Regions from separate parts of the Sus scrofa genome. Here region 2 is linked to region 1. Evidence: chromatin contacts called from public HiChIP or PLAC-seq data. All regions are on one chromosome and are shown on one strand. Each heading gives the region's core, a stretch centred on a gene start, on an enhancer-like site or on the middle of the called end of the contact. The rest is flanking DNA. Distances are from core to core; before and after follow the strand shown. Region 1 has its middle 110 kb from the start of FRMD4A. Region 2 overlaps FRMD4A (FERM domain-containing protein 4A).

What was found. HiChIP or PLAC-seq counts read pairs in DNA pulled down with a chosen protein or histone mark.
Region 2: an H3K27ac HiChIP or PLAC-seq map of alveolar macrophages shows a contact between it and region 1. The contact joins two enhancer-like sites. A contact is called at or near these places in 1 of 47 Hi-C or Micro-C datasets (embryonic fibroblasts) and 1 of 2 datasets of contacts at active chromatin or transcription factors (alveolar macrophages).

What each region holds. Positions count from the first base shown.
Region 1 is chr10:47,270,471-47,277,073 of Sscrofa11.1, forward strand. No RefSeq gene overlaps it. Among named protein-coding and RNA genes, the nearest start is that of FRMD4A, 110 kb to the right of the region's middle. Within about 2 kb of position 1,976, at least 2 of the 83 cell types and tissues checked have an H3K27ac peak or open chromatin away from gene starts, as enhancers often do. A contact at or near this core is called in alveolar macrophages, where this site is marked.
Region 2 is chr10:47,901,161-47,908,238 of Sscrofa11.1, forward strand. It overlaps FRMD4A (FERM domain-containing protein 4A), which reads left to right. Exons shown (of 24, transcript XM_021064221.1): 6 at 6,078-6,162. Among named protein-coding and RNA genes, the nearest start is that of PRPF18, 220 kb to the right of the region's middle. Within about 2 kb of position 1,346, at least 9 of the 83 cell types and tissues checked have an H3K27ac peak or open chromatin away from gene starts, as enhancers often do. A contact at or near this core is called in alveolar macrophages, where this site is marked.

The sequences.
Region 1 (6,603 bases), core at 726-3,225:
TGTATTTTCTTGGGACATATAGAATCCTAAGAGGGTGTCCAATTTGGGGTCATGACGGCAGTTATCAAATGGACAGTGACCTTATTGTTTGATTCTTCCACTTTCATTAGGGATCCAGTTTTGAAATGAATGACCATAAATACCCCCAAGTACTACGTCTTACGAGAGCTGGTGACATTAAATGTCTCCCTTTATTATAGTCATTCAACAAACATTTGTCACGTGGCCACAGTGCGTTCTGCATGGTGTTGGGTCTGAACACGAGGGCTGAAAGTGTAGTGCTTAAAGGACAGTTTTCTGAAACACCTGTGGATTTAAAACCTTGGGGGGTATTTTTTTGAGTGGCTCTGTCAGACTGTGCCTTGTTGAGAGAGTCCTGGGATTCCAGAGAGCAGAGAGGCCCCTGTCTCAGTCAGCTTGGGCAGCTAGGACAAAGTCCCACACCCTGGGTGGCTTAGACAACAGGCATTCCTGTCTCATGGTTTTGGAGGCTGGGTGTCCAAGATCAATGTGCCTGTGGATTTGGTTCTTGGGGAGGACATGCTTCTTGGCTTCTAGGGGTCACCATCTTGCTGTGAGCTCACATGACCTCTTTGTGAGAGAGAGAGGAAAGGAGAAAAATTTCTCATCTCTTCTTCATATAAGGGCACTTATCCCATCATGGGGGCCCCCCCCGCATGATCTCATTAGAACCTATTTTCTCTCAAGGGCCCCATTTCCAGATACTGTCTTATTGTGGGCTAAAGCTTCAACATATGAATTTGAGGGGCTACAAACATTCAGTCCATATCAGTCACCCTTGGATGGGGAACCAGCCCAGGAAGTGTCTCTGGAAGGGAGATGTGTTTGATCCCTGCCTGAGGTTGAAGGAAATTGGAGATCAGAGGGAGAACAGCTCTGTGGGGAAGCCCTCCCTCCCTCTGCCCCTCAGATTCCCTGCCCTGGGCAGGCCTGCTGGAAACTTCAGTCCAATAGTGAGGATGTTTCTGCAGGGAACAGGTTTCTTTTCCAAGGCCCAGGCCTGCCCATGGCTGGTGTGTTCTCTGCTCTTGATTCTTGGATGCATTGGACCACTCTGTGCTGAGAGAGCACGGATGTCAGCTACTCACTAATTTCCCCAGACCCCCACTCAGTCCCAGCTCACCCAGTTGTTTGCTGGTACATCCTTTCACTTCTCTTTCTCCTGCAGCTGTGTTTCCAGAAGGAGAGAGTCTGTTTTCTGAGAAGGATGGAACCCTTGCAGAAAAGCTCTGCTCCCCGACCCCAACAGCAGGCACTCCTGGTCTCTTGCCAGGCTGGAGCCCACCCTCCGATGCTGCCCCCTACCCCTGCCCTTGTGCCTGTCTTTCCCCACCCCCCGCAGATCCTCCTCTCCATGCCTGCCTCCCTAGCCGTTGCCTCTCAGCTTCTCCCATGACTCTCCCTAAGTCTTAAATGGGGCTGTGACCACATGATAGGTGCCCTTCAGAAGAACGATGGGATCCTTGCTGCCTCTCAGGCGTGGTCCACACCTCTCCTTTCCCAGGAGGCTTCCAAAGTGCATCTCAGTGCAAACGAGAAGGGCCAGAGGGAGGAGTCCTAGATGTTCCTTGCGTCACCACGCAGTCCTGTCTTAAAGGCTGTGGGTCCAGGGTTCATTCTGCCCCTGTTACCTCTTAAGCCCTCATTGGACACAAGAGACTTGGTGGTGGAGGGCTTCCAGGGACGCCTGGAGCTCCACAGCCCAGAAACCCTCTTTACTTCTCCCTTGTCACTTTCTTGTCCCTCCCAGCCTGGTCCAGGCAGAGGCCATGGCCTCTCCCAGGTCTAGAAAGCAAGCCCTCATCCAGAGTCATCTAGGCTGTGGCAGAGCCTGGTCAGGGGAACTCAGCACCTAGATGTTAAGTTCACTTTTCTTTCCCCTCATGGCACACAATGTAGCTTAGAAGAGCAGGAACCATGCTGGGCTGGTGGCCAGAGGCCCGCCTACATGTCCTGGCTCAGCCACTAACCTACTGTGGGGTCTTGGGCAGCTTCTCCGGCCTCTGTTCCCTTTAGAACCATGAAGGTCAACATGGGCATTCATATCTCCTTTCCCTGCCCCTCTTCCCCACTGCCCATAGAACCTTCCAGAAAGCCTCTACCAATGACTGAATTTGCTCACGGAGCTGGATCCCACTTGTCCTCTCTTCATGTAGGACAAAGAGATAAAATATATCACTGGTTTTCCAACAGTTTTAACAGCAGGGCTCTTCCTTCAAGTGGCATCAGATAGGGCAACCCTACCTGCAAGGACAGTCCTCGTTATTACTGGCTTCTCTATCAGCAAGTTCACCCACTTGCAAAAATGAGGTGTAACCCTGCAGTCAGTCCTCTCGGTCATTCATGGTCACGCACGTGGTGGTGAGCCATCCGAACCACCCAGCTAGGGTTGAGCAAGACCCTGCCTTTCTGTTTCAGCCCCACCCAGAGATGACCAGGGGATAGAGCTGGAGGCTGGCTGACAGGGTTTGGATCTGAACTCTGGCACCTGTGACTGGGGGAACCTCAGGGAAATCATTTAGGACTCTGAACCCCATTTTCTCTTTTGTCAAAGAGAGAGGACAGAATCGACCAGGGTGAGTTGTTTTGAGGATTTAAGTTGACAACTCACATGAGGTGTGTGTGACCTAGGATTGCTGTGCGGGGTGGACTGGACCCTCCTGGTCTGAGGGGGATACTCCCATGGTTGAGCCAGGCAGGAGGATGGCATTACCTAGAGGGTGGCAAAGGTTGTTTCTCGCTGAAGGAGATTTCCTACACAGCTCTTCTGGGGAGGTCTCAGCCTGATCAAAGGGACCATTTCTATTCCTGGGGTCAGATATCAGACAGAGAAACTCCTCTGCCATTTGGCTTGCTTTTCTTTTCCTTTCCTGGAATGAAGTGTATTGTTTGAGCATTAAGTGTCTCACTATGTGTGTCTTCATGTATTTGCATATGTGCACATACATGTGCACACAGAGACACATGCATGTGCACGTGTGCTTATTTGTGTTATGTGGTGCACACATGTGTACATGTGTGTTTATGCATGTGTGTTTGTGTATGTGTTTTATGCGCATGTGTGCTTCTACATGTGTTATGTGTATGTGTATCTCCGTGTGTCTGTGTGTGAATGTTTGTGTGTTTATACATGTGCTATGTGTCTGTGTATATGTGTTTGCATATGTGTGTGAAGATGTGTACATCTGTGTGTTTGTGTGTATGCAGTGTTGTGTTCATACATGTATTTGTGTGTTATGTGTCTGTCTTGAGTGTATTTTGTGTGTGTGCGTGCACGTCATGTGTCTCTGTGTATGTGTCTGCATATGTGTGTGGGTATGTGTACGTTTGTATGTGTTTTTGTGTATGCATGTGTGTCTATACATCTGTGTTTATACATGTGTGTTGGTTATGTGTTATATGTCTGTCTTGTGTATATGTTTGCGTGTGTGTGTATATGTGTGTGGGTGTGTGTGTGTGTGTTGGAAGTGGGATACTATAAATTGAGGGAGGAAGGCAGCTAGCACAGGTGGTGAATTTAAGGCAGAAAAGAGAGGTGAACTTCCCCAGTGAGGCAGCTTCTGAGGCTGGAACTGACTTAAAAGACGTCAAAATCCTTTCCTATCTCAGCATTTGATCCACTGCCCAGATGGTGTCTTCAGTGGCATCAAAACCAGACAGATGCCCTCCCTCCCTTTCATCCTCCCTCTGCTCCCTCCCAATACCCCTTTCCCTCTCTTGTGCTGCTTTCTCTGCCTCTGTCCCCTTTCCCACCCAGGCCAAGACTGGACTTCTTTGTCAGAACAGTGGCTTTAAAGCCAGGTCCTGCCACACATCCCTTCCTCTGTCCCAGCTCCCTGTGGAGGGTGAGTCTTGTTCATCCTCAGCAGCCTGGTGGGGGTCATGGACCAGCAGCACCAGACATCCCCCTGCCCCATTCTTTCCCTGGCTCTGGAGCCACCATAAGACCTGGGAGCAAGCAGTTGGCCAGAGGGTAGTGTGAAAAAACAAGCACTTCCAGCATCCCCAGCAAGCAGTTGGCCAGAGGGTAGTGTGAGAAAACAAGCACTTTCAGCATCCTCAAATGAGAGGACACCTGCTTCCATGCACAGCACAAGAGGGCATGAGATTGTGGTGCGCTAATGTGCCCTCCTTCCGTTGAACAGGAGGATTGGCTGTGAGAGGGTCGAGCTCAGGTGCAACACTGGGGAGTAGGTCAGGCACTGCTGCTCCTTCCACACCTATTCATTTGCTCGTGTGTTTATTCGCAATAGATGGTCACTGAGTGCCTGCTGTGTGCCAGGCAGCATTCTAAGTGGTTGGGACCCTGGACTCTCCCCTGACTCAGCCATTGGCCTTGGAGAAAGTGACTGTGTATTTGGGACCAATAAAACACTGTACCCTTTTGGGTCCAGACTTATCCAGGAGAGCCCCCAACTTACATCTCCCCTGCCCTTTCAGCCACCTTCAAGGTCAGAGGAGTCTCTGGGCTGCCAGGGCTTCAGGAGTGGTGTTCTGTATCCCCTTGTCAGTGCAGAGGCTGAGCTGACTCCCCAGATCCTCTCTTCCAGCCAGTCACTCAGCTTCGGTCTTGTTTGTTACAACTTGCAAGACTTTATTGTGCAGTTTTCTGACTTCCTCCCTCCCTCCCTCCCTTCCTGTCCTTCTTTCTTTCTTTTTTTAAGATTGAAAATCCACCTTCCTGCTTATTTACCTCATTTGATAAGAGGCTTGCCCATGACTTTCTAACCCTAAGTCAAGGTCTAATCATGGCAACAAACTTACCTTGTTTTTGCCTCTCATCTGGGGAATTGGGAAGGGATCATGATAAGTGATGATGGCTTACATAGCTCTCTCTCTGTGTTCTGAAAATAATTTTATATACAGTAGTTCATTAGAGACATGTTTCATGGTTGTGGTCACAGTGGATGAAACAGTGACTGCGATTTCTGGAAGAAAGAAGCAAGGGTACAACGCACATCTAAATGAAAGGCTTCTGTATAATGACAGAATAGGCTGCAAGGATGTGTTTTTTCTACAGAACAGTCACATTATTGAAAAAACTTTGTATACATTTAGGTCTTCAACATATCAGTAATTGAATAGGATAATCAAATACGGATTATAGCAATCTCCCCTTCCTGTGTTCCTTTCCACGTGGGCTCTTGGGTGTTCTGTGCTGTCAGCATGGCTGACAGATCTGTTCACCACTGAGAAATAAACTGCTTTTCTAACCTGAAGGGGCACACAAACAGTAGACATAAAATATATACTTTGATTAAAAGAAAATGTCAACAAGGGGACATATCGGATGTTTCTCCTGACTGCAGCCAGTGGCCCTCAAGCAAAGGTTGAGACCATGAGAAATTAAAGGTGGTCCATGGAATGAGCCCTAAGCCCCATAGCACTTTATAACACGATGTTCTGAAGGTATATTTTGTACAGAAGCAATACTTCCCTGATAACATGTGAATGTGAATTCCATAGCTATTTATTTTCTTTTTTTTTTTTTTTTTTTTTGGTTTTTAGGGCCGCACCCGTGGCATATGGAAGTTCCCAGGCTAGGGGTTGAAGTGGAGCTACAGCTGCCAGCCTACACCACAGCCACAGCAATGCGGGATCCAAGCTGTGTCTGTGACCTACACCACAGCACACAGCAACACCGGATCCCTGACCCACTGAGCAAGGCCAGGGATTGAACCTGCAGCCTCATGTATACTAGTTGGATTCGTTTCTGCTGCGCCATGATGGGAACTCCCTATTTCCTCCTTCATTTTAAAGACTTTTTTTGCTTGCTAATTTAAAAACTATGATGATGTAGGTCAGATATAAAAAAGCTTTGTATTATGTAATCTGTGTTTAAGATATGAAGGATGAGTAATAGCTAGGACTTATCATCTAGTTTAAGAAATTACAGGTATTTTATGATCGTATTCCTCTCCTTTAGCCCCAGGAATAAACGCTATTTTGACTTTGATGTTCATTCTTCCTTTGCTTTTTATTAGTTTTACTACAGAAGGATAAATGCTGAGACTAGATGGTTTCATTTTTGTGTTTTTGATCATTATATGAATAGTAGTCTGCTGTTTTTATTCTTCTGTGATTTTTTGGCATTCCATGTTTCATGATACATTCTTAGAAAAATCTATTAGTATGTGTAATTGTATTGATTCATTTTTAAAATCTTATTTTATTGAAGTATAGTTTGGGTCTTTGATCCTTTTTGAGTAAGTTTTTATATGATGTGAGGTTGAGTTTTAGATTTACCCTGCTGGAATTTTGAGGTTGTATTATGGATGTAGATCAATTCAGAAAGAATCAGCTTTTTAATAGTACAGAATCCACGGGAGATGGGTTCCAGAACCCCTGAAGGTATTAAAATCCTTGGATGATCAAGTTTCTTACATAAAATGGTGTAGTAGGAGTTCCTGTCATGACGCAGCAGAAACAAATCCGACTAGGAACCATGAGATTGTGGGTTCGATCCCTGGCCTCACTTGGTGGGTTGAGGATCTGGTGTTGCTGTAAGCTGTGGTGTAGTGTGCGCTGTGGGTAGGTCCCAGATGTGACTCGGATCCAGCGTTGCTGTGGCTGTGGCTTGGG
Region 2 (7,078 bases), core at 96-2,595, 630 kb after region 1:
GCCCTTGCTCAGTGGGTTAAGGATCCGGCGTTGCCGTGAGCTGTGGTGTAGGTTGCAGACGCGGCTCGGATCCTGCGTTGCTGTGGCTCTGGCGTAGGCTGGTGGCTACAGCTCCGATTCGACCCCTAGCCTGGGAACCTGCATATGCCGAGGACCTCCATATGCCGAGGGAGCGGCCCAAAGAAATAGCAAAAAAAGACAAAAAAAAAAAAAAAAGAAAGAAAAAAAGAAAAGAGAGATGGGGAGTTCCCATTGTGGTGCAGTGGAAACGAACCCAACCTTAACCGCTTGGTGGGTTAAGGATCTGGAATTGCCACGAGCTGTGGTGTAGGTCACAGATGCGGCTAGGATCTGGCATCGCTGTGGCTGTGGCATAGGCCGGCAGCTATAGCTCTGATTCGACCCCTATTCTGGGAACTTCTGTATGCAGCAGGTGCGGCCTTAAAAAAGACGGTGGGCGGGGGGGGGGGGGGGGAAGAAAGATCGCTACTCAGTTTCCATGAGGGAGAATACCCCATGCCAGGCAGGGCCACGTGAAAGAAGCACAGCCTCTGCCAGGAGGCAGAGGGAGTCAGGGACTGCAGGCAAGAGGTTTTATTGTGCTTTTTTCAGGAAAGACTGAGTGAGGCAGGATAAACAGGCCTAGGGCTGGCTGGTTTGAATAGTTTATGTGGGCTTTGGGACATGGGGGCCGCCCTAAGTCATCCAGTTCCTGGCCCAGGGATGCTTAAGGCAGGTGGATGGTGGCCTGGAGTTTGAAATCCCCACAGAGGTGGCGAGGACGGGCATGTGGGCTCTGGATGGGCCGGTCCCTGGGCAAAAGGTATGCGCGTAGGTGAGTCCTTTATCATCTCCAGGAACTGATTAAGCCCAGGAGGGGCCGTCCATTGAAAGTCAGCACGGTCCCAGATGTCAGAGCATCCAAAACCCACGGTTAATACAGAACCAGGCTCGGAGCTGTCCCCGCAGAGCCTCTGAACCTCTGAGACATCATTCATCTCCTTAGGTCGACCCAGAGCCCCGGGAATTTCTTTGTGCACCGGGTCTGTGGAGAGAAGCCCTCCTCACTGATAGTCAAGCCAGTGCAACATCGCCACCTACTGCCCAAAAGCGGGACCTTTGACAAGGCTCCCTGCAAACGATCCAAAGGGACAGAGCTGGTGTCTGGACTTGGAACTCCACCTGTTGACCTTTCCCACTTCCCCAGAAAATCTTTCTCCCCTCGTGTGTGCTAGGATTGAGATGTCTGAGGTCTGTTTTTCCCCTTCTGGTCACTTTTGACTTCCCAGCTCCCCAGCACAGAAGAGAAAGTTCGGGATGAGTTAAATATCCAGGGTTTCAGAACAATGTGACGGGCCTGGAACTCACAGGGTTTCCCAGACTGACGCTTGGTGATAAAGGTCAGCAGGAAACTGGAGTTTCTGTCAAAAGAAGGTGATTTTTTTTTCCTCCCTCTCAGAATACACTTGTTATTTCCTCCACCTTCCTGTCTCTTGTGCAGCTGGAGAACAAATACTGTCTCAGAAGGCAGAATTGGCCATCTCGTTTCAGTTTTCCATTATTAAAGAGTTAGACAGGGAAGTATGTATTTTTTTTTTCTTAACACGCTTAGTAGGAGGTGGGGGACAGAATGTCTTTGCTCCTTAATTCTCAAGAATTAAAATAGGAGTTTCCTGGTGGCCTAGCTGTTAAGGAGTCAGCATTGTCACTGCTGTGGTGTGGGTTCGATCCCTGGCAGGGGAACTTCCCCATGCTGCAGATGTGGCCAAAACCACAACAGCAACAACAAAAACTCTCACCAGTGGTGGTGGTGAGAGGCAAACCGTTGAAAAGCAGAGTCTTTTCCTTCAGAGAAACGTCACAAGTTCAAGTTGCTGCCTGGATTAGGGCTGGGGACACCACAATGAATGAGATTTGGTCCCAGCCCTCAGGGAGTCGCAGCCTAGTAAGAAGACATCTCAGGGGAACAGGAAATCCTGGGGCCGCAAGGCCCTGCCATAAGCAGAGGACGTCACCGGAGCCCAGGAGAAGAGGTCTCCTGTGGGGACCATCAGCGGAGTCAGTGAAAACATGTGGCGACCGTGAGCAAAAGGCTAAAGGGATCAGTAGTGATGCAGACGATTGCCTTGGGAATGGATTAGCAATGAGACCCTGCTGTGTAGCACTGGGAACTATGTCTAGCCACTTATGATGGAGCATGATAATGTGCGAAAATAGAATGTGTACATGTATGTGTAACTGGGTCACCATGCTGTACAGTAGAAAAAAAATTGTATTGGGGAAATAACTATTATAAATAAATAAATAAATAAATAAATGGATCAATAGTGACTTGGGGCTGCAGGATGATTTAGGGGGTGGAAGCAACAGCTTGGACATTGGCCCAGAGCCACACCTGCATGTCCCCAGCTGAACTGGCTTTCCAATGACCTGCCCAGAGCCCCGTCCTGAGCCTTTGTCCAGCCCCACCACCTCCTTGGCCTCCCTTTCTCTCCCCCCCCCTTCTTTCTGCCTTCCTTCTTGCCTTCTTTCTTTCTTTTTTTTTTTTTTTTTTTTTTTTTTTGGTCTTTTTGCCATTTTTAGGGCCACTTCTGTGGCATATGGAGGTTCCCAGGCCAGGGGTCCAATCGGAGCTGTAGCCGCCGGCCTATACCACAGCAACAGGGGATCCAAGCTTCGTCTGCAACCTACACCACAGCTCACGGCAACGCCGGATCCTTAATCCACTGAGCAAGGCCAGGGATCGAACCCACTGCCTAATGGTTCCTAGTTGGATTCGTTGACCACTGAGCCACGACGGGAACTCCATCCTTCCTGCCTTCTGATTTTGCTCTTCTGACTACCCCTCGCCAAAAACCGTTTCCAACAGGTGTAGGTTTTTAAATTACATCAGATTTAACTCACAGCCAATTTATTCCCCCATATCATGAATCAGATGGGAAACCTCGGTTACATATGACTGTACCGTCATTTTATTTATTTATTTTTTGGTCGTGTGCGAGGCAAGTGAAAGTTCCCCAGGCCAATGATCAAACCCATGCCACAGCAGCCACCTGAGCTGCTGCAATAACAGTGCTGGATCCCTGCCCCGCTGCACCACCAGGAAACTCCCTGTACTGTGTCATTTCATATCAGGGACAGAGCGTTCATTTGGGGCTCCTCGGGGGTGGGAGGGTTCTAGAACAACCGCTCACAGACAGGGAGAGACAGCTGTATTTTCCATTGAGATGTAGAATTGGCTCCTGCATTTTAAGTCTCCATTACTAGGCGAGTGAAAGCAGTATACAGCTTTACTGTTCATCCAAGACCACCATAGACGCTTGGGGGACCTCCGTGACATCAAATACTTTCTCCAGGGAGCTCCTATTGTGATTCAGCTGGCTAAGAACCCGACTAGTATCCATGAGGATGCAGGTTTGATACCTGGCCTCACTCAGTGAGTTAAGGATCTAGCGTTGCTACAAACTGTGGTGTAGGTCTTGGAGGCAGCTCGGATCCTGCGCTGCTGTGGTTGTGGCATTGACTGGCAGCTGCAACTCCCGTTCCGCCCCTAGCCTGGGAACTGCTATATGCCACTGGTATGGCTCTAAAAAGACAAAACAATTTAAAAATTTTAAAAACTGGAGTTCCTGTTGTGGCTCAGTGAAAATGAATCTAGTATCCATGAAGACGCAGGTTCAATCCCTGGCCTCGCTCAGTGGGTTAAGGATCCGGCATTGCTGTGAGATATGGATTAGGTTGCAGATGTGGCTCAGATATGGCGTGGCTGTGGCCAGTGGCTACAGCTCTGATTTGACCCCTAGCTTGGGAACCTCCATAAGCCATGGGTGCAGCCCTAAAAAAAAAAAAAAAAAAAAAAAGACCAAAATAAATAAATAAATGAAACAGTTGCTCCAAAAGCAGGCAGTCGGTATTTCTTTTTTTTTTTTTGATAGGGAAGGGAGCAATGGTAGAGATCAACCAGCCTTTTCATTGCCAGACTTTACAAGAATGAAGACTGTATTGTAATTTCCGAAAGTTTTGTAGACCCACCATTATGGTAACTGTGCAATTAATATCTGTGGATTGAAAATATCTGTGAATATCTGAAGGACTGGGATTCACTCACAGATTTAAATGCATCTGTAGTGCATTCCTCACAGCAGCCTCTGCACACATCTGTGAGATGGTCAAAGGCATTGTTTATTTCGTCTCAGACAAGAGGTGGCAAACTAGGGGGCGTGGTCTTGCTCCAGCCAGTGGACGTGTTGTGTTTGCCTTATGCAATGTTGGCTCGTTGGTTTTGCTGCTGCTGTTTTCATCTGAATTCGTTTCCACTGTTGGAAAGCAGCAGACGTCTTTGGTGGAGAACTGCTGACCAAGCCCAGCAATCTTGTATAGTTTGGAAAGCAGAAGCCCAGCGGGGTTATGTGACTTGCCTGGAATCACACCAGCTGGGACCCGATCACTGGTCTCTTGGCTTCCTTGCCAGGATCCTTTCCATCCTATTGTCTCACCCTTCTGGGAGACCACAGCACTTGTTTCTTCTCGTTTCACTTTCTGCCCCCTCTTGGGGTCCCCACTTTCCACGAGGCAGGTGCCCAGTGCCCTTCAGAGGTTGTCACACCCACCCAGAACCCCTTTCCCTCCAAGTCTCTGTCGTTTTCTCTCTTCCCCTCATCATACCTCCCTCCATGCACCTGAGCCTTCCTTATCTAATGAAGGAATTTAATAAACTCCAGAGTCGATGTGTAAGGCGCCTCAAGTGTAAACTTAAATCATTTCAGCATGTGTCATCCTGAAAAAAAATCCATAAGCTCCATCTGGATAAAAATCCAGTTCTCATTTGGCTGAATGTGCATGAATATCATAGCGTTGAGAGCACTGGCCACAGCTCTCTGGATGTGCAGACATCAAACGCCACCTTGTTATCTTCAGAAAGATCTGTTGTAACCATTTCAAAGAGAAATAGGGCCCCTTCTTCAATTATCTTTGAAAACTCCCATTCAGCAGTGATTAGGACAAAAAGTAATCTAATGAAAACAGATGACATAAAAACAATGGGAGTTCCCATCATGGCTCAGCAGTAACGAGCCCGATTAGTATCCATGAGGATGCAGGTTCGATCCCTGGCCTCGCTCAGTGGGTTAAGGACAGTGTTGCCGTGAGCTGTGGTGTAGGTCACAGACGCAGCTCAGATCCCACGTTGCTGTGGCTGTGGTGGAGGCTGGTAGCTGCAGCTCCGATTCGACCCCTAGCCTGGGAACCTCCCTATGCTGCGGGTGTGGCCCTAAAAAGACAAAAAATTAAAATTTAAAAAAATTGGAAGGCAGATAAGGAAAGGGAAAATAGGTGGTCAAGTTCAAGTTGACTTTTTTTAATAATGGTTTTTATTTTTTCCATTACAGCTGGTTTACAGTGTTCTGTCGGTTTTCTGCGGCACAGCAAGGTGACCCAGTCACACATACATGTGTACATTCTTTTTTCTCACATTATCATGCTCCATCATAAGTGACCAGACATAGTTCCCAGTACTGCACAACAGGATCTCATTACTTATCCATTACAAAGGCAATCGTTTGCATCTAATTAACCCCAAATTGCCAGTCCATCCCACTCTCTCCCACTCCCCCTTGGCAACCACAAGTCTGTTCTCCATGCAAGTTGACTTTTAGGTATTGATGATGGGCCCGGCTCTTTGCTGTCGGAAGGGCTCTCTGTCATGATGGTTATTAACCCACTCTAGATGGACTTGAAAGGAGCTCCCTTGTGGTGCAATGCGTTGAGGACCTAGTGTTGTCACTGCTTGGGTCGCTGCTGTGGTGCAGGTTCAAGCCCTAGCCGGGGTATTTCCACATGCTGTGGGCACGGCCACAAAATATAAATAAATAAATAAATAAATAAATAAATAAATACATGGACTTGCAAAGCACTGTTTTCTCTGGAAAAGGCATCATGGAAACAATAGATGATGCCTTTCTCCTTTGTTGGGATTGGGAGTCCCCGTTGTCAAGGCAACTCATATGATTCAGAGAACGCTCGATAACTGCCTGAACGGTTGACGCTTCTGTGGTTCATTGGCAGTTTTTCTCTTCCAGGTTCTATATAGAAAGCATCTCATACCTGAAGGACAATGCCACCATCGAACTCTTCTTCCTCAACGCCAAGTCCTGCATCTATAAGGTGAGAACTTTTTCTTCCTGTTCAGAGTTTTGCGTTGCCATCTGAAAGCATCCTTTGAAGCGGAGAACCCCAACTTGTTACCCCTCCTGTGATTTTATAGATGAGTAGAAGGACTTTGTAGATTAATGATTATCAATAAACGAGAGTTCCGCAAAGCTAAAGCTACAAATCATTAATAACATGACTCCGTCCAATCCCATCACTGTGTTTTGGCTTCTTGGAGGTGATCCTTAGCTCAGTTTTAGGGATCTCCTTACCTTGGCAATGATGACAACAGAGAAACCCAGACTAGTGTGCCAAATGCACTCGGTCACAATTATAAATGAACCTCTTATAACCAGATGCTTGTGTATTTAACCATTTGGGGGTATTTTAGCAGCATCTTTCAAAAGGATGCTCTTGGCGCTATTTGACAATTTTTTAATTTTTAAAAAGTTTATTTTATTGAAATACAGTCGATCTACAATGTTGTGTTAATTTCTGCTATACAGCACAGCAATTCAGTTATACATATATATGCATTCTTTTTCATTTTCTCTTCCATTATGGTTTATGGCAGGATATTGAATCCAGATCCCCGTGCTATGCAATAGGACCTTACTGTTTATGCGTCATATATATACTAGTTTGCATCTGCTAATACCAACCTCCCAGTCCATCCCTCCTCCACTCTTCCTCCCCCTTGGCAACCACAAATATGTTCTCGGTGATGCAGGATGGGTTTTTTGGGGGGTGGGGGGTCGTTTTGTCTTTTTAGAGCCACACACGCTACATATGAAGGTTCCCAGGCTAGGGGTCCAATCGGAGCTGTAGCTGCTGGCTGACACCACGGCCACAGCAACACAGGATCCGAACCGCATCTGCGACCTACACCACAGCTCACAGCAACGCCAGATCCTTAACTCCTTGAGTGAGG